Regions from separate parts of the Rattus norvegicus genome. Here region 2 is linked to region 1. The links are chromatin contacts, called in public Hi-C maps. All regions are on one chromosome and are shown on one strand. Each heading gives the region's core, a stretch centred on a gene start, on an enhancer-like site or on the middle of the called end of the contact. The rest is flanking DNA. Distances are from core to core; before and after follow the strand shown. Region 1 holds the start of Ackr3 (atypical chemokine receptor 3). Region 2 has its middle 71 kb from the start of Ackr3.

Region 1 (7,717 bases), core at 4,945-7,444:
AGTGAAGCAGAGTCCTCCTCCGTTTCTTGCTTATCCCTCAGTAAATGACCTTCGGTCTTTTTGACAGAAACAGAGTCATGACACAGCAAACTGAGGGACATCCACCCATGGTCCTTGGACTCCAGTCCTGGCCAAAGCTCTCGGAGAAGTCTGAAAGTGAGGTCCAGTGGGGGGAAAGGAAGACTCTACCGACCTCCCAGAGAGCCCCGCATGCGGACCTGGACTCCCTCCAGCAGACAGAGGGGATTCCCAGGAAGTTCATGAGGAACGAGTTATTTTTCATACAAGCCTGCTCCTTGAGTCCAAAATTAATGTCTCTTGGCCATCGTGATAGGTCTGTTTATGCTGGCAACAAGGAGGGCTGACAACCAAGGAGACCAGAGGAGGCTTCCCCACCCTGTCCAGTCACCCATGGCTGCAACCAAGCCTGGCACCTTTCCTGTTGTCTTTACAACAGAGGTGAACGAAGAGTGACTAATGGGGTGCCCTCTACATGTGGCCTCATTTTTGAGCCCTCCAAAGTCCAGCCCTGGGAAGCCCCGGATGAGACCCACTTCGGATGCTTCCCGTGTACCACCTCTAGGTAAGAAACTCGTGGGGGTGTGGAGGAGTAGACCCTCAGAATGGTGACTTTATGTTATGGCTTCCCAAGTTCACAAACCTCTTCTGAGATGCCCACGTGCTCTCAGGCCCACATCCTCGGTATCTACCTCAGTGACATTCCTTCACCAGCGAAAACTGCTGGCGGCGTACATATCCAACAATGGCAGACCAGTTCGGGGAGTACAACACAGCTGTGACGGAGGGAGGGGGGCGGGGATGGAGAGGGACACTTTAAGAACAAGGGTGGTAAATGAATGGGTGCTGCTAAGCAAAAGGCAAAGAAGCAGATGCGCCGCCCGCAGCATAGCCCCATTGATGTTGGAGAAAAGGCAAAATTATGAGTGTTTTATATGCAAATACATGCACAGAAAGACACAAGGCCCTGCAATGGGGGTAAGACTTTGGGCGGGGAAAGTCAATGGAAGGCAATCGCAGAGGCAGCCTTGTCTTACTCCAGAAACGTCCAAATTATTGGAAAGCTTACATCAAAATTATGTAAATTTTAACAGGGGAGGGAATGAGCCACTGAACATCAAAGGGGCATGCTCTGCTCTTCTGGACAACAGACTTCACTAAAAACGAACGCGTCCTCTAGAGGCTGACTCCTAGCTCTTTCACTCTTGTCTGGCAATGGCTTTGTCAATTATCTGTACACTGTCAGCACTCACATCTGTCCAGCTCTGCCACGGGTCCACAGCCTAGCAAGCGGCTCAGCCACGAGTCCCAGTGCCGATGGTGGAGAGGGAGATGTGCCTCAAAGATAGGCCTCTCACTTCTAAGGTTCGCCACTCTCCATAAAATGTCCTGGATAACACCCAGCTGCTGCTGCGAGCAGCCTGCAGTATCCAGCTGTTTTCAACTGGCTAGTCTAAGCTCCCTAGCATGCTGGGACAGCACCAGAATTAGAAGCATCCAAATTTAGAGTCTCCATGGGGTGGTGGTTTGGGCTGTGATCCATATGTCCTTCTCCCCAGATAGATCCTCCTACGGACTGCCAAGTGTGTTCAGGTGTCTGGCTAAGGATCACCAAATTGCCTTAACATGCTCGCCAAAGCCCATCGGAGAGGAGAAGACCCTTCTTAGCCTGGCTGTGCCTCACCCCTCCCTTCCACAAGCTTCGTATCCTAATGCATCACGAAGGTCTCCTCACTGCTACCCTCTATGCCTTCTCCCCACTGGGTCTCATTCACCTTCGTTCAACCAGTGGAGCAAAGTGTCCTAGTAGATCAGTAGTGCTCCAGGGAGGCCAGCAGTCTGGGGGTGCAGTGGTTATCCAGAGAGACTCAGCTGTAACCGGTTTCCAGCTGACATCAGTCGATCTCCTCTCCAAGGCACTGCTCTGGGACAGGAGAAGCTGTCAAGTCATGGCCACCTCCCCCAAGCACCCACCATCTAAACAAGGCCACCTGGGAGGCACAAAGGCTTGTCGTGGTCCCAGGCATGGGTACATCCTTCAGGAGCATGGAGGCAAGTCAGGGATGTCATTGCGGTCACGGAGCATTGCTGAGGGGCAAGTCACTAGACATGAAGGAGAGAAGAAGCCAGAGGTGGGCCTTGACCTATGGCAAGGAGATGTGGCCTTAGCCTGTCTATGCCAGGGCAGGTTTGAAGAAATGCCATGGCTTTGAGACAGGGAAGGTTTAAAGACAGACGTGTCATACAGTTGGCCCAGATATCCTAGAAATAGCTTTTGCTGCCCAGACAGAAGCCAGATAAGACAATGTGGTCCCAGCCCCAGGGACTCTGAACCTAATAGGAAACAAAAGGCTCCCTGGGCCCGTCAGACCTGTGCCTCCACTTCCTTTAGAGATTTTCTGCAACCTGTGGCCCGTGTCCCACATAGAACTTCCTGGAGAAATCCCGTGTGGACTCAAGGCTGGAGGTAGTATTTATCTAACCTGCCTTCCCTATCCACACCTCTGAAAACAGATCAGGGCAGCTGATGAGACACGAGGGATGAACATAGAAGAATCTAACAGGTTGCAGCTTGTCCTCACTCCGGCTAGTAGGAGCTGGGCTCAACTGCTTCCACTTGGGTCCCGTGTTACAGACACAAGGTCTTCATTTGTCTGGGACACTCTACAAAGAGCGTTTTACCGAAGTAGAAGAATCTGGCCACCTTTGCAGAACCGTGAGGCAACTGTCCATCAGGGAGATGATGACTGCGGTGTTGCCAACTAAACAACTCTCCTTAGTCCACCTGAAACCCACACCTAACCTGGATGACACCCACCCAGGTAGCTCTCTGTGGCCAAATACTACTCTTGAGTGCAGAAAGAAACCCTGTCTATCCCCCAGTACGGAGCCAATGAGAAACAATGCTGTCCTGACCACACATTCACTGTGGCCCTGAGTGACCTCACTTCCTCTAAGTAAGGAACTGCTTTGAATTATTTGGGAACTCGAAAGAAATAATAAATATGGTAAGGAAAAAAACCCACACCCTGGTTCTGAAACAAGGCCACCTATCCTCAGGGTTCTTGGCTGAACTTCCCACCAACACATGAGACAGCCTCCTACCATGTGAGCGCTCACAGACATAATGAATGTCCCATCCAGAAACCGGATCAGAGCCATTGTGCTCTGCAGCCCAAGGGAGCAGAGCCACATCTAGCGGAGAGATCTAGATGTCCCTGTACCATACAAACGCTGCCAGCTGGCAGGATATAGCCCGAGTCTGCATTCCCACCAGCTTAGGACCTGGGCAAGACAATAGGAGGTCCGGGGTTCCCAAGCCATGCTACGAAAGCTTAGGTTCCTCTTATACACCAGCCTTCAGGCTAGCAGAGACAACAGAAACACTAGAAGATGCCAGCTATTTAGCGGGCACAGCCTTCAACTGCAGCTTTCCCATGCTGCTCAGGGCTCCACCCCTAGCAGCTCAAGGCCACCTGAGATGGTCTCCATATCTCCCAGCTGGGGGCTGGAGAACAAAACACTGTCCACTCCCAACCTATTGGTTCTTTGCAAAATCATCACTGTAAAATTCCACAGTCCCTGGGATGTGTTTATAAGAAACTTTTTTTTTTAAAGCGAAGCTTGGGGGAGCACAGGCTAATCATCTCCCTTTATAAACAAGACTAAGCCAGTATATTTTTAACAAGAAAGGCATTGGCTACCTAATCCCCGCAGAAAATGTCCTTGCCTGACACCTGGGCCCATCTGCTTTTTCCTAGGCTGTTTGCTTCCACTGTAACAGGAGATAGGTGTCCCAATACCTGGGGAGTTTGAAAACAGTCATTACTACACCTGTTTATCAATTTTATCTAAGCACATAGATTTCAATTATCAGACTCTTTGTTTGTTTATCGTTTATTCATTCTGAGACATGGTACGAAGGCAACATAACCCAAGCTGGCCTCGAACTCACAGCAATCTTCCTGCCTCAGCCTCTGGAGTTCCGGAATCACAGGCATGCACCCAACCTAACAGGCAACAAGAAACATTTTAATACCTCTGGTTGCTTAACTGAAAAGTACAAATGCCTTCGGGGCCCAAATTCCATTCTGTTTGCTACAAAATCTCAGAAAAAGAAAAGTTCTGAAGTTTCTGAGGCTCTCTCCTCCTCCCTCAGTGACTCTAAAAGTTTATGAAGGAGTGGCCCTTCGGTCTCAGCTCTGAGTAACTTCAACCAACTTCCCTGTGTAGATTTGAAAATTAAAGAACTCCACCTCAAAGCCTCACACAAAAAGCCACTGTTCTGACTAACCAGGGTGTTTCATGGTCTTTCTTTCTTCTTCTTTTTTTTTATCCCATCTAGAAAGCCTACCCTTGGCTGGCTCTGGGTCTGATTAGAAATCATAATACCTTCTTAGCTCCCTAAGGATTCGCTATTAATACTGGCTAAGCTCACGTCCCAAGCCCTGACTCAGTTGAGCACAGCATGCTGCCGTGTAACTTTCTGGAACTTAAAGTGTGTGTGTGTGTGTGTGTGTGTGTGTGTGTGTGTGTGTGTGTGTGTGTGTGTGTGTTTGCACTGTGCATGCCCCTTTAAAAACAAACCGGAGGCGCCCAACAAGCAGCTAGCAAGCAGCAGACTTCCCCAGCTTTTACACCTCGGCTCGCAGACAGCTCCTTCCAGCCCCTGCTGCCTCCTGGAGGCAGTGGCTGAGCTCAGCAGAGAGCAGCACACAGTGTTTACCTCTCAGACTGGGGAAAATTAGAGCAAAATGTTTCCAAACTGGAGCTTTTGCATAGCTCCGGGTAGAAACGGGAGTTTTCATTCCATCTGGGGCAAGCTCCTATTCAGATGGGAGAAAGACTGGGGCTTTATCCATTTAAAATCTGCAGCGAGCCAGGCACAAAACCCAGAACCACCCCCATTCCTCCTTTCTGGTCCTATCCATTTGAGCTCCACATTCTCCTGAACTAAATAAAGACCCACAAAGCCAGCATCTGCTCCTTCAAAGAAAAACAAAGTTTCCACACTGGTACAATGCAGACTGGGGTCTTGGGGATCCCACTGACCCGAGACACCTTTAAAAGGATGTTTGCTCCCACTCCACTTCGAAACAATTAATTAATCTTGTTTGTGAGCAAATGAATGGAGAGACAGAGAGAGAGAGAGAGAGAGAGAGAGAGAGAGAGAGAGAGAGAGAGAAAGAGAGAAAGGGGAAGAGACAGCCAGTCTGCCTTTCACAGTGCTTCATTCTCCTAGCAGTTAGCAGCCAGGAGTCTTGGCTAACCACGGATCCCCTGACCTCAGGGCAGTCCTCGCTCCCAGCCACCCAGCGAACCTTTATGCACCCTAACAAAGTCAGCAACACTCACAGTTCACTTGGAGAGCAGGTTTAAATTATAAAATACTAGACTTTTTTTAGTACCTGCTTTTTTTTTTAACCCCAGCTGAAGTTGGACAATACTTTCTAGGAGAACAATAAATACTCAAAATTAGACTAGCAAAGATACCATGAAGAGATAAGACGAAGAGTAGCTAACATTCAATTTACAACTTCCAGAATTCAGGAGCTGTGAATTAATCCATCCCCACCCCCAGAGCACGGAGTTTAAACTCATCCTAGACATAGACGGCTCAGCCCAGTTGTCTGCACCACTGGAGGATACCACTGAACACATCGTATGCCTTTCTGGAAGTTACGTTTGTGTTTTTACAGCTAGTTCTACGCACTTCCAATCTGATAACCAGAAGTAGGGGCTGGCAAATATTGGTACCAAGTTCACCCCTAAGTCAGCCTTGGGCAAGCTCCGTGGGGCATTCCATGTTCTCTGCAAAGTTTCCCTGCCTCCTGGAACTTAAGTACTGGCAGAAACAAATCAGAGTCCAGTAGCAAACAAACGCACGGAGATTTCCCTCCACAAGTGACTGAACTCGAATCCCCCAAAGCAGAAGCAGTAGCTTGCAACGCAGCCTGCAATCAGCTTTGAGCTCTCCAAACCGGACCTGCAGGCTCTGAAGCCCCCAGCTCAGGGATCTAAGAGTTCTCAGAAGTCGGGTTCGGGTAAGAACAGGAGCCCTGCCCCTTGCCGTGGTTGCTCAGCAAAGCTGTCCCAGAAGCAAGGTTTTCTTACCTCGCGGCTGCCTGGGCTGTGATTTGCCTTCCTGGCTTTGAGTGCTGCAGGCTCCTTCAGTGCTGAGCAGTTTGTAGCAACTGAGTTCTCTCCGGGCTCCGGACTTGCCTTTTATATACACTGCAGGAAAGTGCCTCTAGGTGGCAGTTTTGCAACCCTCATCTCCTCCTCCTCCCCCCCCCCCCCCCCCACCACAGCGCCGGCACGCAGGCTTGTACACGCGTACACGCCCTCCCGTAACCCTCTCTAGGTTGTTGTTTCCTGCACAAGCACATTCCTGGGAGCCCTCAAACCCCTTCCTTTGCAAAGGCTAGATCCTATTGGGGGAAATGCCCTCAGACGAAAACCCAAAAGAAGTCCTAGTACTTTCCAAAATGATCAAATATTGATCCTGTCTCAGGTATAGCTTTAATAATCCCACGAGTACCAGGAGTTCCTTTGAATGCCTGTAGCTTCAGGGAAGACTTTGTTCCCAAGACAAATTACTCTGAACTTTTGAACTTCGCTGTTGATTTGTCAAGCTTACTCTTTCTTTGTCGATGCCTCCTGAACAGAACTCACATTTTGGACAGGGAACGATTAATCCACCCTGTACGGCCATCACCCAGAAAGTGCCTTTAGGTTGGATTCTGTAGGAACTCTTACACAAAGTCCTTGAGTCCCTAGTAAGACCGCGTTCTACAGGGCTGAGCAATGCCAGTCGCTGAAAAGGTCTTGACGCAGGTGAAGTAGCAGCCCTTTATCGTCATGGTGAGCTTAGCCGACTTTTCTCGCTATCGTCATCTTTATCAAAATCTACATTCTAATCAAGATGCTCATTGTTCAGATTCCCTGTAAAAAGTGTCCCTTGCAATGCCTCACTTAGTAAAATGACCCAATCTTTTACTTTTAAAACTGTCACTGCAACGCCTCCCCAAGTGGCCCCCACCCTCCAAGAGCTGGCGGTCACTCTGCTCTCTCCCGGACTTCTGAAGAGCAAGTTACAGCGCCCAGGGTTAAGGCACTGGCTAAACGCAAAATCTCCTTCCTGCCTGCGCTAACACTTGCTCAGTCTATTTTCTAAGTTTCCTGGGAGTGACTGTTGAACACGGGAACCGGAGGACTCGGGGGTCAGAGTCTCACGTAGGCTAGAGAGCTTCGGTCTAGAGAAAAACCTTAACAAAAGAAGTGGTTTGTTTAAACAGCCTTGCACTTTACTCCTGGCGGGGCAGATCCTGAGGAGCACACCTGCTTTCCGGGCTGTAGGAGGGGTGCGCGTCTGCAAGGAGCAGTGTGAGATCTGGGTGGGGGGTCATGAAGCCTCCTGGGGTGTCTGTGACCCTCACTGCAGGGGAGAGGTCCTGAGGCCCGTGGGCGGGGTCTGTGGCCCGGAGGTGTAGTCTGTGGTCTCAAGGGTGGATCTGGGTCTGGCTAGAGGCGGGCGGTCCTTCCAGCTACAAAGACTGGTCTGTGGCCCCAAGCGGAGGGAGGTCTGAGTCAACTGGGAGGGTCTGTATGTACAGGGAGTGTCCTACAGCGTCAGGAAGGGACCTCTGAGGCCTCAGGGTCAGAAAAGGGTCTCGGGACCCAGCCAGGCCATCCTGTC
Region 2 (7,512 bases), core at 1,351-3,850, 72 kb before region 1:
CTAGAGCCAGGAGTCCACAGACACTGTGGTATGTCAGTGATGTCAGCCAGTGTCCCATAAGCAGCTGATGGAGCCACTGAGATCAGTGATGTCACCCTTTGATGATTCCGAGGCCCGCAGCCCCACAGGGCACCTCTTCCAGAACTAGCTGACATCTACTCTGGAAGCTGCAGGAAGAATTGTCCCATAGCCCCATCCAAATGGGACACACTCCCAAGCCTTCCTTTTCCTCTAACTACCAGAACGTTAACTTCATCGCTAAAGAATCAAAATATTTAAAAGATACTTTGCCCAATTAATGCGGTGACACACAGACAGAAGTGTTTGTGGGGCTTTCGGCTTTCCTTAATTAAAGATCTCCATGGAGAAATAAACAAATACGCTCCTCTCGGGCGACGCTGAGATAAGAGGTAGAGAATGCAGTCGCCAACTAAGGTACGGGAGCCTCTGCGTGCCGGCAGCGTGATTAATTTAGGGAATAACCTGGTCTTCCTGGGTGATCCCAGGCAGGTCCCGGAGCCTCGATTGACTTGTCCAGGCTGTAAAATCTTGCAGGGATGTTAAGATCAGTCAAGGAATGCCTATAAAGTGCTTTGAACTCTTAGAGTTAGACATTAAATAAATACCCAGTGTTATTAGAACTCCACTGGGGCCCTCGAATGTTCGAAATGGGACTTTATTATAAATACCCTCTGAAGTTTGCCAAAAATAAATTGAATGGGTAAAGTCAACATACTTGGCTGTAACTTAATCCAGCTTGGCTTATTTGCCAGAACTTGGCATCATGACGCATGAATAGAAACGTCTGGAGGCAGCATGAAAGGATTCATTGTAAAGGCAACCGCTGCGCTGGACTTCCATATCTTCATGCATTTGTTCCAGGCTCTAAATGGCTGAGTGAGAGGGGAAAACAAAAATTACAAAACAAAAATAAGGACCGGAAAGAAAGCCTCTTTGCGCTTTTCTGCAATGAACTTAGCGAAGGCAAATTGGTTTCAAGGTCACCAAACCAATCCACTGACTGATGGAGGGAAACCAAGGTTCTCCTGTTTTAACTCAGGAGGCAAGAGGCAGGGCAGCGCTCTGCCGCCTTTGTGAGGGCAGCGATATCATCTCTGAGCAGAGACGTCTGCACCTGCAATCGCATTGGATGTGTTTTAAGTCTGGCATCTTGTAAGGGAATCGTGGTTTTCCTCGAGTTTAATGGAAGATTAGAACGGCGGAGCTGGGAATGCTGCTCTGCTTTGACCTGGCGTTTTCATGAGGAAACAGCATGAAGCCCACATTCGGCGGATGTCAAGAGACCAGGCAAGAGCTAGAGGTGAAGTTTCTGAAGACTGACTTCACTTCAGCCTTTTGTGAATAGGCTTGTGTGTGCACATGAGTGTGTGCTGGTGTGTGTGCATATGTTAGAAGAGTCAAGATTGGGTGTCATTCCTCAGGTGCCGCCCACAGTCTCTCCCTGAATCGGAAGCTCAGTGGTCAGACTAGAGTGGTTGGCCCGCAAGTCCTAGAGATCTAGCTGTCCCTGCTTCCCACTGCTGAGGTTACAAGTCTGTGCTGCCATGCTAGGCCTTTTCACATGAGTCCTGGGACACAAAATCCAGTTTTCTTTCTTGTAAAACTGAGCCATCTCCACAACCATGAGTCAAACTATCCATGTTTCTATTTCCCAATCTACAGAATACTCATCTACAGGTAACCATGTTTTAAAAGGCGTTGCCCATAAGACTATATACAAAGTAACACATCCCTGAAAAACAGCCCCAAAGTGACAGTAAAACCCTGAGCCCCAGGAAAGAACTGTTTGGGAAAGACTTAGCTTCCAGTCAGCCTGAAGTCTGAGTTTCCCGTCACCCTCTTCCAGGAAAAGGAAAGTGACTGCATGCTGGCAGGTGCCCCTGGATGTTTTCAGCAGCAGACTTCGTCATGTGTGCCAGGGTTTAGATTCAGCACGTCTCAGGTTCACATCCAAGCAAGTGTTTAGGGTGGGTCCGAGATATGTTTAGTGCGATATTCGATCTGCCAGCGATGGACAGCGGTTGCCGAGAAGAGCCTTCTAGACTAAATGAATTGCATATTTTCTCTAGAGACATAAACAGGGGATGAATAGAATATTGTTCAATAGAGCATCACATGGGCACGGGTGGGTGGGGGACCTCAACACACTCTCTTTCCACAAAAGGAGCAGGCCGTCCAGATCTGCTGAGACCGGTATGGAAAAATAACAGCATCTGGCTGGGCCTGAGGAAGAGGCAGGCATTGGATACAATGATGCAAACGGATCAGCCGCATAGCCTGTACCCTCTGTAGTCATCAGCCAGTGCCTCAGAAGACCAGGCAGAACTGCAGAGCTAAGAGCTGGGAGCATGTGGCTCATGGTGAACGGCTTCCAGAAAAGCTACTTCAGAGTCTGAGGAGAAAGGTGACATATTCATCTGCTCACGAGACAGCGTCTGTCAGACCTTGGAGTCGTCTGGAAGCTACTGCCGCTGGGGAACTATGGCCATGCATTCTGAGTTCTGAAGTTGACCCTGGCTCTGGCCTGGCATTGCTATTGCCTTTTGGAAAGAGACTTGGGAGAGGGCTGAGTCACCCCTACTGCATACAGCAGAGAAGAGGAGGCCTTGTTAAGCCTGAGGCCTGCCCGGGAGGGAACTGGTCTGTCTTGAAGTGGGTGCATCTCTAAAGGCCAGTCATATTACAGTGTTGCCTGAGGGCTCTCTGGGGACCAATGAGATTGTGCACCCACAATCCTTAGCACTAGGCCCTGCTGGCAACCGGAAGTATCTCCAGTCACATACGCAGAAGTCCCCTCAGCCCTGTTGGCCTCATTCAGGAGTCCCTGCACAAGATGGCATGGGCCTTGGGTAGAAAGCGCTACCGACAAGAAGAGCCCCTTGTCCATTAGAATTAGGTCAGGCAACTATTGCCAGTTATAGCTTATCAGAGCCCACACATCCTGTGCTAGTCACAAACTCCTGAGCCACTGTCCCTTCCTTGGATGAGCTGGGCTTTCCTAAGAGAATCTTGCCCTCTGAATTTCCCTAGGCTCATCAAGAAACCACCTCAGCCTCACCCCCTTTCCACCCTGGGTGAAACTATTTCTATGATAGACACCCACTCATTTCCTCCTGCTCCTTTACCAGGGTTGGGGTCAAGATGTGCCTGTCTTTAGCTCAATTCCTGAGCAATATGGCAAGGAGAACCAGGCATGCGTTCCTCCCTGGGGTGGTGAGTTGAAGCAGGAATTGCTGTCAATAGTCACACACAACACATATATTAATACAAAGACACTCGCATTTGCACATGGGTACATTAAATCCATATAGACTCACACGCATAGACTCACACGTATGTGGACTTGTACAGAGAACACACTCAGAGGTAAACTTTAACACTGCACACTGACAGCATAGGCTCACCACCCACACCCCTGTACCTGGAAGGTGGCTAAGGGCATTCAATCCTCAGTCCAGAGGGGCAGGCTTGCCATCGCATGGTACTACGAGGGTCTGTCGAATGAGAAATCAAATCTCCTATATGCTTCCTGCATTTGTTCCTGGATTCTTGGCACCCTGAAGAAGAGCAAAGAAACAAACGTCCCCAGTCCAACCACACCCTGCCCAGCAGGCTGCAAAGGATCTCCACAGGCTAGCAGGCAGCGTTCCAACCAGTTGCCAAAATCTTCCTCACGTTCCAACTCATGTGGAAGAGCTCAAGCATCCCGATGTTCTCTGACCCGCCTTCATTCGGTTAAAAGGAAACTAGCAGGAACATCCTTTGGTCCATCATCTGCACAGCTGGGCCATTTCCACTTTAAACACCTGCTTGACAGCTGCAGATCTCACCATTCCTCTCTCTCCGATGACACCAGCAGGCCATTCACCCCCTCCATGTCAGGATGTACATGGCTGGTTCCAAGATGGCGCCCCCATGCTCCAGGGCAGATCCTCAGGCTTCTAAGCATGTTTACGGGTCTTGCCTAGCCTTCTCACCACCAGCACCTCAGGGTGGACAGTCTATTGAGTATCTTACACCCTCTGCACTGCAGCCAGAGCAAATTCCAGATGCCCCTGCTTCCTATTCATCACAGTTGTGAAGAGGAAAGGCTACCTGGAAGCTGCCCTCCCTGGCAGCCCAAGTGTGGCTGCTCCCCCCCAGGTCCTGCCCACATCCTCGCTCAGCACTGAAGAGCAAACTTAAGGGTCCTTTGGCGAGTCAGTTGTGTTGCATGGTGTTTTGTTGGGGCAAACACGTAAAAGGAGTGTTTTCGTGACGTGGACACAGGTGAAAGGCTAAGGCAGACTCTCGAAGGAATGTTTCACTGAAGCAGACACAGGTGAAAGGGTGTTCTACTAAAGCAAGCACGTGAAAAGACACGTGATGAAGGATTCTTGGCTAATGACATGTATGTATGTACTGGTCCGCCTTACATTGCACAACTGAGCTCCGTTTGTTGGGACTCCATAGAGAGAAATGCACCACAAAACTTCTGGTGGTGAACTATAGTTCCTTGCCGCTTCTGTGGACTCGGGCTGGTTGGCAGAGTGACGTCAACTGGGACAGATGCTCATGCTGAAGCATGACCCATAGAGGACACGTGATTTTAGAGATAATAAAAATAGAACTCCAAGGGGGCTGGGGATTTAGCTCAGTGGTAGAGCGCTTACCTAGGAAGCACAAGGCCCTGGGTTCGGTCCCCAGCTCCGGAAAAAAAAAAAAAATAGAACTCCATAGACAGTGGCAGAAACTATGCTTGGCTCACTTATAGAACTAACCGTACAACAGTCTGTGGGTCTCATGGCTTCACTGAGAGAGGCACAGCTAAGAACTTCTGATGTCCCTCCTAGTTCCTCCTGCTGACTAGTGCCAAGACTGAGGCCTGGCTGTCTCCGCTAGGTCATGTCATCATTGCTGACTTGAGTTTACTATCCCAACTCTACCGAACTGGACTATAGACATATCCATAAAATGTTTACAAGTAGATTGAGATGCTACTACTACTAACCTGTAAATAAACTGCCAATTTCTAGAAAACACAGACGGGAGTTGCTCAAAAAAAAAAAGCTTTCTAAACTAGTCCCTTCCCCTATATCCTTTCTTTCCCACTACCTCTGGTGGGTGGTGGGCTAAAGGGGGGGTTAAAACATTTAAGAACCATCATTAAAAATAGGCTTAAAAAATTAAAGTTACTCAGCACTCTGGAAGGTGGTTGATATAATTAATCCTGAGAAAGGCAGAAAAGAGCTGTGAAAGACACCTAAAGGAAGCACCCAGATACAGCCAGATACAAGGAGGAGGAGCTCAAGGGACTACTATGTCTGCTTGGGGTCATAGAAGAATTTGAGAGGTTTCGATTTTAAGGTTTTTCTTACTGGAGCTGGAAAGATAGCTCCAGAGGCTGCCCTAACAGAGGACAGATTCAGTTCCCAGCAACCCACACTGTGGCTCAAAATAAAGTACCAAAGAAATGATGGATACCCAAGGGCTTAACTCCCCCAAAGCACCAGGAACCCCACCCCATTATTATCACCTCCCAGAGATGAACCTTGGAGCCATCTCTGGTTCTTGCAGCTTTTGAGTTCAGACTTGTAGTCTCTGCCATCAGACTTACAGCCTCTGCCCTCATACTTGTAGCTTTTGCCCTCAAACGTCTAGCCTCTGCCATCAGACTTATAGCCTCTGCCCTCAGACTTGTAGCTTTTGCCCTCAAACTTCTAGCCTCTGTCATCAGACTAGAAACTTACACACACACACACACACACACACACACACACACACACACACTCCACTTTCTTCTTGTCCTTGCCTCCTTCCTTCCTTCCTCCTCTGCCCTTTTATTTGGGGGCAGAGGAGACAAGATTTCAAGATCTCAAGTTCTCATTCTGTAGCCCAGGCTGACCTAGAACTTTATGTAATTCAAGATTGCCTTTAACTTGCAGCAATCCTACTTCAGCCTCCCCAGTGCTAGCATTACAAGCATGGCCCTCTACATCTGACGTCTTTCTGTTTCTAAGTTAGAGTCCTGTGTGGCTTTGCAGTTTTAAATTATTAGACACAATCTCTTCACTGACCTGTCCCCCATTCCTTACCCCTGGCTCTGACTCATTACTCTCACTCGGTGGCACAGTGACTGTGGTCCTCACATCTTTCCAGCCAGGCCTTGGTCAGCTTCTTGTGCTTTACTCTCTACCCTTGGTCAATTCAGCCTCATTTCTGCATGTGGACAAAAGCTTGTGACTCATCCAGGAGCCATGAGTCGCGATGGGCACGATAAATTCTTATAACTCAGGGTGGCTATTTACCTCAGCCTGTAGGGCACTCAGGAACCCATCTGGAGGAGAGGCATGTTATTAATGTAGAACATTATCCTTACAGCAACAACCACAGGGTGTCAACATTCTGGGGTCCGCCCCCCTCAGAGAAAACAGGCCTGCATTGCTGGCACTCAGCGCAGGTCTCTGTGGTGCAGACAAGTGTCCAGGCCGGGGCAGGTGGCATTTGCTTAAGTAAAGCCTTTGCTGACATGTGTGTGGAGGAAAGAGAGAACTCTCTTTCTCCAGAGCGAGGCTGCTCAGAGTTTCCAGCCGAAGAGAGGCTCACATCCACACAGCCATGCAAGTGCGAGCCACGTGCCTCGGTGATTAGGGCTGTGGTTTGGGCAGCGTGTCAAGCGCTCCCCATGAGACCCCCAACCCTTCTCTGACTGAAGCAGGATGTTCCGTATTTTCATTGCAGGAAATCCAGCTTCTCAGAGAGCTGGTAACAACAGTCCCCAAGCGTCCATTCCCCCACATGCCTTAACATCAGCTCTTCGGCGGGATCTAAGAGATTCATGCTTGGCTCTGCTCCTCTGTCTCCCTGGCAGGACCCCCGTGCCAGCCGATCATGAGGAACGCCTAAAAGCCATGCTCTCAACACAGTGTGAATGTCCTGGAGGCCAGAGAATTACCTGGCCCCAGAACAGGAGTCAGCAAGAGGCTGGAGACAGAAGAAGCAGAGGGTAGACTCTGAAGAGGTGGTTTATCCCTCGTGTCCAAAGCAGTATTTCTGCATGTGTTAATGTGATTAATGGCCATGATTAATGAGAGAACTGTGCCTGATTTTTTTGTATCGTTAATGCTACTTGCAATTGACAAATTGTGGCTCTGCATTTATAGACCACAAAGGGTTGCTTCTCCTTATGGGTACCATGCAGTGATTTAGCAACTGGTTAACATGCCCATCACCCCTGGCTTAGCATTTTTTTGGTGGTAGACAATTTATTTTAATACTTATTTATTTGTGTGTGCCTGAATGACACACCCACTCTCTCTCTCCCTCCCTCCCTCCCTCCCTCTCTCTCACACTCTCTCTCTCTCTCTCTGTGTGTGTGTGTGTGTGTGTGTGTGTGTGTATGTGTGTGTGTGTTCCTGTGGTGGCCAGAAGAGGGCGCCGGCTGCCCTGTTCCATCACTCTGCACCTGGTCCCTTGAGACAGTCTCTTTCGGAACCTGGAATTTACATTTTC

Evidence for each region. A called contact is a pair of places that touch in the nucleus more often than the background predicts.
Region 2: a Hi-C map of the A7r5 cell line shows a contact between it and region 1, with 2.1 times the contacts expected there. The contact joins the enhancer-like site here to the promoter of Ackr3 in region 1. A contact is called at or near these places in 3 of 12 Hi-C or Micro-C datasets (the A7r5 cell line, mammary epithelial cells and psoas muscle).

Annotation. Positions count from the first base shown.
Region 1 is chr9:98,245,831-98,253,547 of GRCr8, reverse strand. It overlaps Ackr3 (atypical chemokine receptor 3), which reads right to left and starts at 6,194. Exons shown (of 2, transcript NM_053352.2): 1 at 6,133-6,194.
Region 2 is chr9:98,314,344-98,321,855 of GRCr8, reverse strand. No RefSeq gene overlaps it. Among named protein-coding and RNA genes, the nearest start is that of Ackr3, 71 kb to the right of the region's middle. Within about 2 kb of position 2,600, at least 8 of the 93 cell types and tissues checked have an H3K27ac peak or open chromatin away from gene starts, as enhancers often do. A contact at or near this core is called in the A7r5 cell line, where this site is marked.